Linked DNA regions of Mus musculus: region 1 is linked to region 2. The links are chromatin contacts, called in public HiChIP or PLAC-seq maps. All regions are on one chromosome and are shown on one strand. The core of a region is the stretch at or near the end of the contact, and the rest is flanking DNA. Distances in the headings are between cores, read along the strand shown. Region 1 holds the start of Epsti1 (epithelial stromal interaction 1 (breast)). Region 2 overlaps Gm1587 (predicted gene 1587).

Evidence for each region. HiChIP or PLAC-seq counts read pairs in DNA pulled down with a chosen protein or histone mark.
Region 1: a contact with region 2 is called in an H3K4me3 HiChIP or PLAC-seq map of bone marrow-derived macrophages, with 3 times the contacts expected there. The contact joins the promoter of Epsti1 here to the enhancer-like site in region 2. A contact is called at or near these places in 9 of 39 promoter capture datasets (the C10 cell line, cranial neural crest, embryonic stem cells and 5 more), 10 of 484 Hi-C or Micro-C datasets (the C10 cell line, ECoMG-derived neutrophils, the G1E-ER4 cell line and 6 more), 3 of 115 datasets of contacts at active chromatin or transcription factors (bone marrow-derived macrophages, double positive thymocytes and embryonic stem cells) and 3 of 9 other capture datasets (adipose tissue, liver and macrophages).

The regions. Positions count from the first base shown.
Region 1 is chr14:77,901,294-77,905,735 of GRCm38.p6, reverse strand. Epsti1 (epithelial stromal interaction 1 (breast)) reads right to left here and starts at 1,497. Exons shown (of 12, transcript NM_029495.2): 1 at 1,072-1,497. The coding sequence starts at 1,250.
Region 2 is chr14:77,793,305-77,797,622 of GRCm38.p6, reverse strand. It overlaps Gm1587 (predicted gene 1587), which reads left to right. Exons shown (of 3, transcript NR_157389.1): 2 at 572-665; 3 at 2,598-3,678. Among named protein-coding and RNA genes, the nearest start is that of Gm1587, 3.5 kb to the left of the region's middle. Within about 2 kb of position 2,127, at least 41 of the 459 cell types and tissues checked have an H3K27ac peak or open chromatin away from gene starts, as enhancers often do. A contact at or near this core is called in adipose tissue, bone marrow-derived macrophages and macrophages, where this site is marked.

The sequences.
Region 1 (4,442 bases), core at 248-2,747, 110 kb before region 2:
ATTCCACAGTCTCTGATTGACTCCCAGATCACCTGCCCCATCTAAGGGTAGCTACCCTGAATGGTATCATAACCTCCCTACCTTCAGAAACGACATGGGGATGAAAGAATCTCTAGTGCTAGTGTGTATTGGTCATAAGGTTAGGTAGCTGTTCCTTAGCAACCAGCATTTGTCTTTCTTGCAACAAAGAAGTCGCTGCAAAGCAGGGAAACTAAAAATAAAACCATTTGTACAGTTCTAATTCACAGAGGCGGCACTTCAAACCATGGTGCTGAGTGGGAAAAAAAAAAGCCCATTCCACCCCGTGCAAGGAGAGGGTCGCTGGTGTTCTACAAAGCTTGCTTTCAAACTTTATATGCCCCAATACAGGGGAACACCAGGGCCAAGAAGTGGGAGTGGGTGGGTAGGGAAGCGGGGGGGGGGGTATAGGGGACTTTCGGGATAGCATTTGAAATGTAAATGAAGAAAATATCTAATAAAAAATTGGGGGGGGGAGCTCGAGTTCAGGATGCCACCGTCAGTCCTTAAACAGCAGATCAAGAATAAACGCCTCCTATGAGTCCCTGCTTTGCTTAGCATGCAATCCAATCTTGAGCGTCTGGGGTCCTCACTCCCAGCTGTACTGATGGAAACTTTAAGTTAGACCATTAGAGAACTTCCAGATAGCTTTAAGGCTATCTGGACCCTCTGCATCACGCTCCTTCTTGCCTTTATTCTAGCATGGTAGTCCCATTTAGAGCCGCCACCCCTTTCTCTAGTAAAGAAAAACTTACTTTCATAAAGAATGAAAAGCCCAGGTTGCATGTATTCATCTTTTAATCCTTGAGCCAGTCTTAAGAATCAGTGGACTGGGGGTGAGAATCTGCTATAAAGGTCTGCAAACAGGCAGGTGCAAGGCATAATAAATCAATTCCTAGGTGATTTTAAAGAGGTAAATGATATATAACTCTTTCAAAATCCCTGTTATTAAGCCTCTGTGATTTCAAACTCCAAAGACCAGGAAGGTACCTGGGGCCTGATTATATTCGGGAACAGGACTTCCTGCTTCCAAGGCAGCTTGCAAATACTTACCTTCCCTGGTCAGCATGCCCCTGCCTCTCCATCTTGGGGCCCTCGGGAGCTGCCACCTCCAAACTCTGTCTCCGGTTTTGCTGCAAGCCCAGCTCCCTGCGCTGCCCAGCTCCAGCGTGGTCCCGAGAGATGGAGGAAGTGCCCAAGCCTGGGCCCACCACCTTACTGCGGGTGTACATGGTCCACAGCCCGTGGGGTCCTGGCCACAGCCTTTGAGGGACGGATGCTGGTAAGGGCTTCTAAGGAGGCTCGAGGAAGGGGTTCTGAAGAGCAAGGAGAGCGGTTTTAACAGCTGAGTTTCGATTTCTCTTTAACCACCCGCTGGGTTCAGAGAACTTCCTCATTCATTCTCTACCCGGACACCCTTGGACTTTCTCACAGGTTAGCTTCCTGGGCTGAGCCTGCCTCTAGCAAGGCTGAAGAACTGAGCTGGTTCACCCAGCTGCAGGTGATCGGGCTCAGGGATTCATAGCCACTGCAGAGAGCACCAGAGATCATTATGATGAGCCTTGGGAAGCTTCTAAGCTGGTGCAAAATAGCCAGAAACCTGGAGAAACTTGAGCTGTTTAAGGGGTGTCCCTGATTTGAGGTCACTGTCAGAAGCTGGACACCCGGGGACATATTACCTTGAGTCCCCATAGATTAGGACAATAACTAAAAGCAATGGAACAGAAAAAGAATAGTTCCGTTTGTTAGTTGTGGCTGCTGTTTGGCGGTCAGAGGAAGTGGAAAGTGAAATCAGAAGAAAGAAAAACAAACAAACAAACAAACAAACAAAACAGCAGAGCTGGAGAGGCGAGCTGAGGGATAGGCAGAGCCGAGGGCCTGTTAGCCTCTCTAAGTGATTGACTAAGCATTCAAAAACCGACGGATTGAATGCCGGTCCTAAGCACAGCTTCCAGTGATCCAGCTCTGTTGAAACGTTAAAAACAAAGACCAGGTTTACAAGACTATTTCCATAGGTCTTGGACTATGTTCTGGCATCCTTTGTTTGTTTAGTTTTGTTTTTAAGGTTCCAGAAAATCCTGATGTGACTGTGTGGCTGGGGTGGTGGTGGTAGGGCATTATGACAGGGCTTCTGCTATAAAATTATGTGGTGTGTACCCATCCAGGTGACGTCCTACGGCAGAGCCTTTCTGCTTGGCAACTGGCCGCCCAGAAGTTTCACTGTCTTGGTTTATTTATTATTGGTGCTTAGAGCAGAAAGACAAATGCATGTTGGATAGCTAATAAGAGAATAAAACTGAAAGGTCGTTAAGTGCAAGTGGTAAAATAGGAAGGGAGAAGGCAGTGGCCATTGGAGTGCATAGTCTGCTGCACACACCACAACGAGGAGGTGTTGGGGCTTGGTTAAGTGGGCCAGAGCGTCTCAAAGCTCAGAGAGGATTAGAACCACATGATGGGTGTGTTAGAACGGGTATGTAGGTGCTTACCCTAGAGTTCAGCTCTGGAGTGGGCCTAAGGAATTGCCCTTCCAACAGTTCTCAGTGAGGCTGATCCAAGACCATTCTATGAACCAGTGCTGAAGGCAATGTAGACGGCAATGGGGGTGGGCCAGCGGGGGAAGAACCGGCAACAGGGGGGTGGAGGCAGGGGCAGGGGGGCTCTCCATAGAGCTTGAGAAAGTCAAAGTGAAGGCGAGATGGAAAAATGAACAGGTTAATAACAGGAAGAAAAACTGAGGACCTGGTTAGTAAAGCTAGGCCAGAGATGTGTATTAGCAGTAAGGCCGCTGTGTGGGAAATACAAAGTAGACATTAAAACCCAAACCAAACTAGAGATAACATAGGTTAAAGAAAACAAACAAAACTAAACAAGCAAATGAACACCAGGGAGAACTGATCCATCCCCAGGGGCAGTGGAGGGAGGGAAGGGAGGCCTTACATCACTCTGAGATCATGGACACATGCTGGCCCCAGGGCAGAGGTAAGTTTGCTTTCTTTGAGGTCCCATTTTCCTCATCTGCACTGTGGGAGCAGAAGTCCCCGTCTCCACCTTGTAAGGTGTTGTGAGGACTAAGGAGATACTTAATATCAATGGTTGTCCGAGTTGAGTTTTGCCTCCAACAGACATTAGGCAAAGCCTAGAGGCAGTTGTCACAGTGGAACCTAGAGGAGGAAGGATACCTGGCATCTAGTGGGGAGAAGCCAAGACACCGCTAAACATGAAATAGTGTTCAGACAGCAGCCCCACAGGAGAGTCACCCAGACCCAAATGCCCATGCCCAGAAGCAGCCAAATCCTCATGATAGACCCCAACAGAAAGCTCCAGTCATGTCACAGCTGCCATGGTGACCTTAGGAGAAGGCCAGCATGACCTGCCTGGAGGCTGTACTGGGCCCAGTCATGAGTTCTTGGGGAATGTCACAGGAATCCTTGCTTCAAAGAGAAGATCCGTGGCATTGGATTTAACATTTGAGGAAGGGAAAAGGCAAGTTAGGGGAAACCCAGCCCCAAACCCCAAACAGCTAGTAATGGTGGTACTGATTTCAAAGATATATATTGTTTGATCCTATTTACTATACAACCCAAACCATACTCTACAATTCAAGTTCTAAACATGAGACTGAATCAGAGGCCCACAGGCAAGACAGAGATTCTTAGCCTGCTCACTGTTCTACCATGTTCCCTGATTAAACTCATATTTGTGATTCACTATGGCAGGAGGTGCCTACATGCTTCCTTAGGATATCCCAGGATGCCTTATCCACTTGCATGTGATTTACTCTCTCACCATCCATGTGTGTGTGTGTGTGTGTGTGTGTGTGTGTGTGTGTGTGTGAGAGAGAGAGAGAGAGAGAGAGAGAGAGAGAGAGTGAGTGAGTCAGCCTGGCTTTTTGCCAGGATGTTGGAGTGTATACCTCTGTAGAAATGGCTGATAAAAAGAAGCAGGGCTTAGGACTTTCAGAAAACTTGGGGTCCCCATCCCAGTTCCAACCAACCACTTTAACTCCTTCTCTCCTACATACTGACATGATGCCCTATTTTGTGTGCAAGAATTCTATGGCTTTTATTGTTTTAAAAACCACCATGCCACATAATGGTGAAGGAACATATTTTAGGGGACAGGAGACTGACCCAAAATCTAATGAAACTGTTATATTGCTTGAAATTTTACCAATTAGATATTCATTTAGGAAATGGCTCTCTTTTAAGATATTGCTCTCCTCGGGAAACACTCATTTACTTATTCCTTTGGGTAAATGACTTTAATATGAGCAAAAGACTTTCAGGGTTGAGAAGAGGAAAGCAGAAGTGGAAAGGGAGAATTAAAAAAAATATATGCGAAGAAAATGCTCTAAAATGATGAAAAATTCAGGAGTAAAGTGAGCAATTTTAGCTGACCCACCAAGCTTTAAAGAACAGGATGAA
Region 2 (4,318 bases), core at 878-3,377:
TGTGAACAATCTCGAGAGCTACGTAAGCACTCGCCTCTATCAGCAACTACGCCATGCTTGACCGTGTTCAAAGTTGAGTAAGGAGAGAGCCAGCAGAAAGGGAACAGATTATGAAAGTCCTGGTATTGTAGGTGGTGGCCTGAGATGTTGAGACTTTGGCTGCAGTTGGTCCTGTGGTTTGAATGGCAGGGTAGAAGGAGACAGCTATGCCGGTTTGGTCAAGTATGTGTGTATGGTAGCTTGGTAGAAAGACTATGTGGAAAGCCTGTTAAATGTGGGTTTCAGTAAACGGTCGTCATCTTTTAGTATAATAATGTCCAGCTGTGTGTGGCTTTCTTTTTTTAATCCCAACACTGCAGAAGCAGAGGCAGGTGGATCTCTGTGAGTTCCAGTAAAGCCTTGTCTACAAAGGGAGTTCTAGGCCAGTCAAGACTGCATAGTGAGGCCATGACTTGAGTAGAAGAAGAAGAATACTGGACAAGAATACTGGATACGGGTTGCTGGGATGGTTCGTCAGCCGATTGTCTTCCACAAAAGCATAAGGGCCTAAGTTCAGGTTTTTTACATACAGGTATGCAAGCACACATGTCGAACCCCACCACCCTGTGTAAGGATGGAAACAGCAGAGTCCCTGGCTCTCATTGAGCAGCCAACCAAGCCAATTGGTGAGTTCAAGGTTCATCGAGAGGCTGTGTCTTAAAAGATAAAGGGGAGCCCATTGAAGAAGACACTGGTGATCTCTGGCCTCTACAGGCATGTGCAAGCATGTGCTTGTATAGCCCCACCACAGATTTACATATTTACAATGAACACACACACACACACACACACAATTATTTTTAAAGAATGGTAGTAACTTGCAGTACAGTGTCTTAGTGTTTGGGATGGTAGGGATTGCTGGAAGTATGAGGTCATTCTGAATCGCATAATGAGTTCCAGGCCAGCTCGGGCTACAGTCTGAGACCCTGCCACAAGAAATAAACCAAGAAAAAGCCCAAATGAAAGAATTGAGACACAAATACAGGATGCAGACATACTTCTGAATTTCAGAGCAGCTGAAATAGCGTAGAGCCAGAATCACAAAGCACACTACATGTCATCCAGTACTCGGGAGGCAGGGCAGAAGGGTTGGGGGTGGGGTACACATTGGAAAGGGCAGCCTTGCTACATAGCAAAACCCTGTCTCAAAACACAAAACAAAAATATTAATATAATAATGCTCCACATAACCCCTGGGACATAGTTGTACTCTAGGAGAAAGAAGTATATGTAAAATTCAAATTTAATTTGACATTTCATAGTTTGGCTTGCTAACTCTGACAACTCATGGATGTTGCAAACACAAGCACTTTCCTAGCCAGCCCAATTCTCTGATGGCCCTGATCTATATCTCACTATATCTGCTGTTCTGGAGCTTAAAACAGTCTGGAGACCTGACTTTGGGGGACCAGAATGGCAGCAGTGTGAGGCTAAGAGGGTAAAAGGCAATGTATGTGAGATGGGCTGGAACTTTAACAAGGACCCCAGCAGTGTTGTCTGTGTGCTGCCAGCAGGCCAGCTGGGCAGGATGCTGCACCAGGCTTTCTTTCTCTCTTCCCCTTTACTGGTTGAGGGACTCCTTAAGTCCCCCTCAAAGACCGAGGACACAAAAGGAAACCAGCAAGATTTTTTCCTTTCCTTAATGCCAGGCCCTGGAGAGCTGGCTTGCTTTTTCTTCTAAAATGCCAAGCTGGGCAAGTGGCAAACAGAACCACTCCAACCTTCACCCTTTGGGATTGTTTTTAAATATCTGTCTGTTGTAGCCAGCTTAGAATCTAGCTCTGTCTGCAAACCAGTAGAGGACACGCTTTATTGGAAGGGGCATTACTGTGAGCGCTGTGTGTCTTGTGGTGGTTTTCCTACACTGCATACTATTCTCAAGTTACAGATTCAGGGAGAGGTCCACTCAGGCTGTGAGGTGTTCAGAACCTGCTTTCAAACCCAGGACACTATTGTCTGCCCAAGGAACCAAATCTATTGCCAAGTGCGTACTAGGTTGTCATCCTAACTTGTCCTTTAGCGCTCATGAGGGGTGGACTCTTTTTGAGGAAGTAGTTCTGAGAAGTACCTCCCTCCTTGGAGATCTTTTCCTTCCTTCCTGAGCTATAGGACTTCCCCATGTGTGATGTGGGGAAAAGCCATTCATTTTTTCTGTGTCCTCCTAAGTGCACGAGGTCCTGAAGAACTGAGCCAAAGTTCCTCTTTCTACCAAGCGTTTCCCTTGCCAACATCAGTAACACCCACATCTCACAGCAAATCAACAAACACCCTCCATTGGAAGCAGCGTGAGGATGCCTTATCTGAAATGCTTGGAGCTTCAGAGCTGAGGGGGGAAAAATTAAGACTTAGAATCATTGAATACACAGTGTGATAGTTTGAGTGCTCAGAAAGTTTTAGATTTGGGTGTTGTTCGGACTTCAGATTAGGGATATTCAATTTTACTATTCTTAATTCTCTTTTCCACGAAGTCTGAAGAGAAAAAAAATAAACTAATGAGAGTTGGAGAGATGGCAGAATTGTCCCGCCTTACCTTCTCACCCAAGCTTCTTATCCTACAGCCGAGAAGAACATGTGGTCAATGAAGCTCTTCCTGGAAGTAGACAAGGCATTTCCCAGAATCCTACTTCCAAGAAGAAGCTCTGGGATCCTGCGTCATCCCATGCTGTGCCTTCCTCTTTGTGACCAAGTGCTGAAGCTTTGGCTGAGGTATAGGGACAGGCATAGCTGTGAGGCCTGGGTGGAGGCCTGGGGAAGTCTATAAATGGAGATTACAGCATTCAAGCCGCTTCAATCCTTGTGTTCTGCAGATCTTGGGCCCTTGGAGGGGGTTTATGACTAACCGTGATTGCCTGCTCCCTCAGATCTCACACAGGTCGTTTTTCTTACCAGTCCCATCTGGGGTGACTATGCCAGTATCTTTGCTGACAGAGTTGAATTTGGTCTGTGTTTCGATTGCACAAGAACAAAGCCTGCACTGTAGGAACAACTGTCTCGAGGGCACATCCAGAGCAGGCAGAGTTTCCCTCTCTCTCTCTTGTGTTCCTCTCTTTATTGCTTCCGTTCCTGTACATATTTCAGTGATGTCAGGATTTGGAATGGCTCTACCTTGAGGGGAGCCAAGAAATCCTGAGTGTGTGTGTGTATGTGTGTGTGTTCATGTGCATGAGAGTATATACTGGCAAGACCAAAGCAGTTTGATGTATATCAGCCTGGCTGTTTATTGATCCCATGGAGGTAAAGAAACAGATTGGAATCTCCTGGCTGTAAGAAATATAACCCTTGACCAGCTGCAGCCATTTTTCTGTCTCCTCTGGCCAAAACAAAACAAAAACATTCATTTAAAACTTCTCACCTGGGAAGCACTTGTTAAGAGTATTTCATGCAAATGTGTAAGTTTCTTGGGCTGGACTTGCAATTCAGATCAGGAAAAAAAAAATGGTCTTGCATGCTTATGTCTGAGCATGCATTTTGCAGGAAGCCATTTTGTGAACAAGCAGACGGATTACTTCCGTGTTCTGGGATGGTCGTGCCTCATGTGAGGTTTGGGGGTGGGTTTTGCTTCACTTTCTTCATAAGGTTTTGAAGCTCGGTGGCTAGGAAGTTGATGGGGTACTGTCCCTTGCTAGGGAAGAGGTCCTGGAAATAAAGTGTTGAAATACACGCTAAAGAAATAGTGTGTTGAATTCTTGTCTTGAAAGCTTTTTGAACAGTAACTGAACAACAAAAACAAAAAACTCCAAAAATTAAAAAAATCGGATTTATATCTCGTTTATGTTTTGAGTTTTGGAGAATGTTCCATCACCTTCTTTCCAAAGTCTCGTTTCACATTTTAAACCAGGTACAGTCTACAAAGGATAATCTCTGGAAATGCTGAAGAGACTTCTCGTTAGGATTTCCAACTTTCATGGTAAATTGAGGTAAAAGCACTGTAGCACACACCTTTAGTCCCAGCACTTGGGAGGCAGAGGCAGGCAGATCTCTGTGAGTTCGAGGCCAGCCTGGTCTCCGGAAATGACACCTTGTCGCTGTGATTTTCAGCTTCTAGTGCTTTCGGGCCACCTGCTTCACACAAGGGCCTGTGCCTGGGAGGACACTGACCCTGTGGCGTCAGAGTGCCTTGCTGGAGAGCAGCTTTCAAAAGCCAGCCGAGATCATACGGGTTCTCTCTGCCAGGGACTCGATCTGTTTCAGCCATATGCTCTACTGAAAACAGATGAGAGAGGATGAACGCAGAACCTTTTAGAAACTAATTTTTAAAATTATGTCTAACTCATCAGAT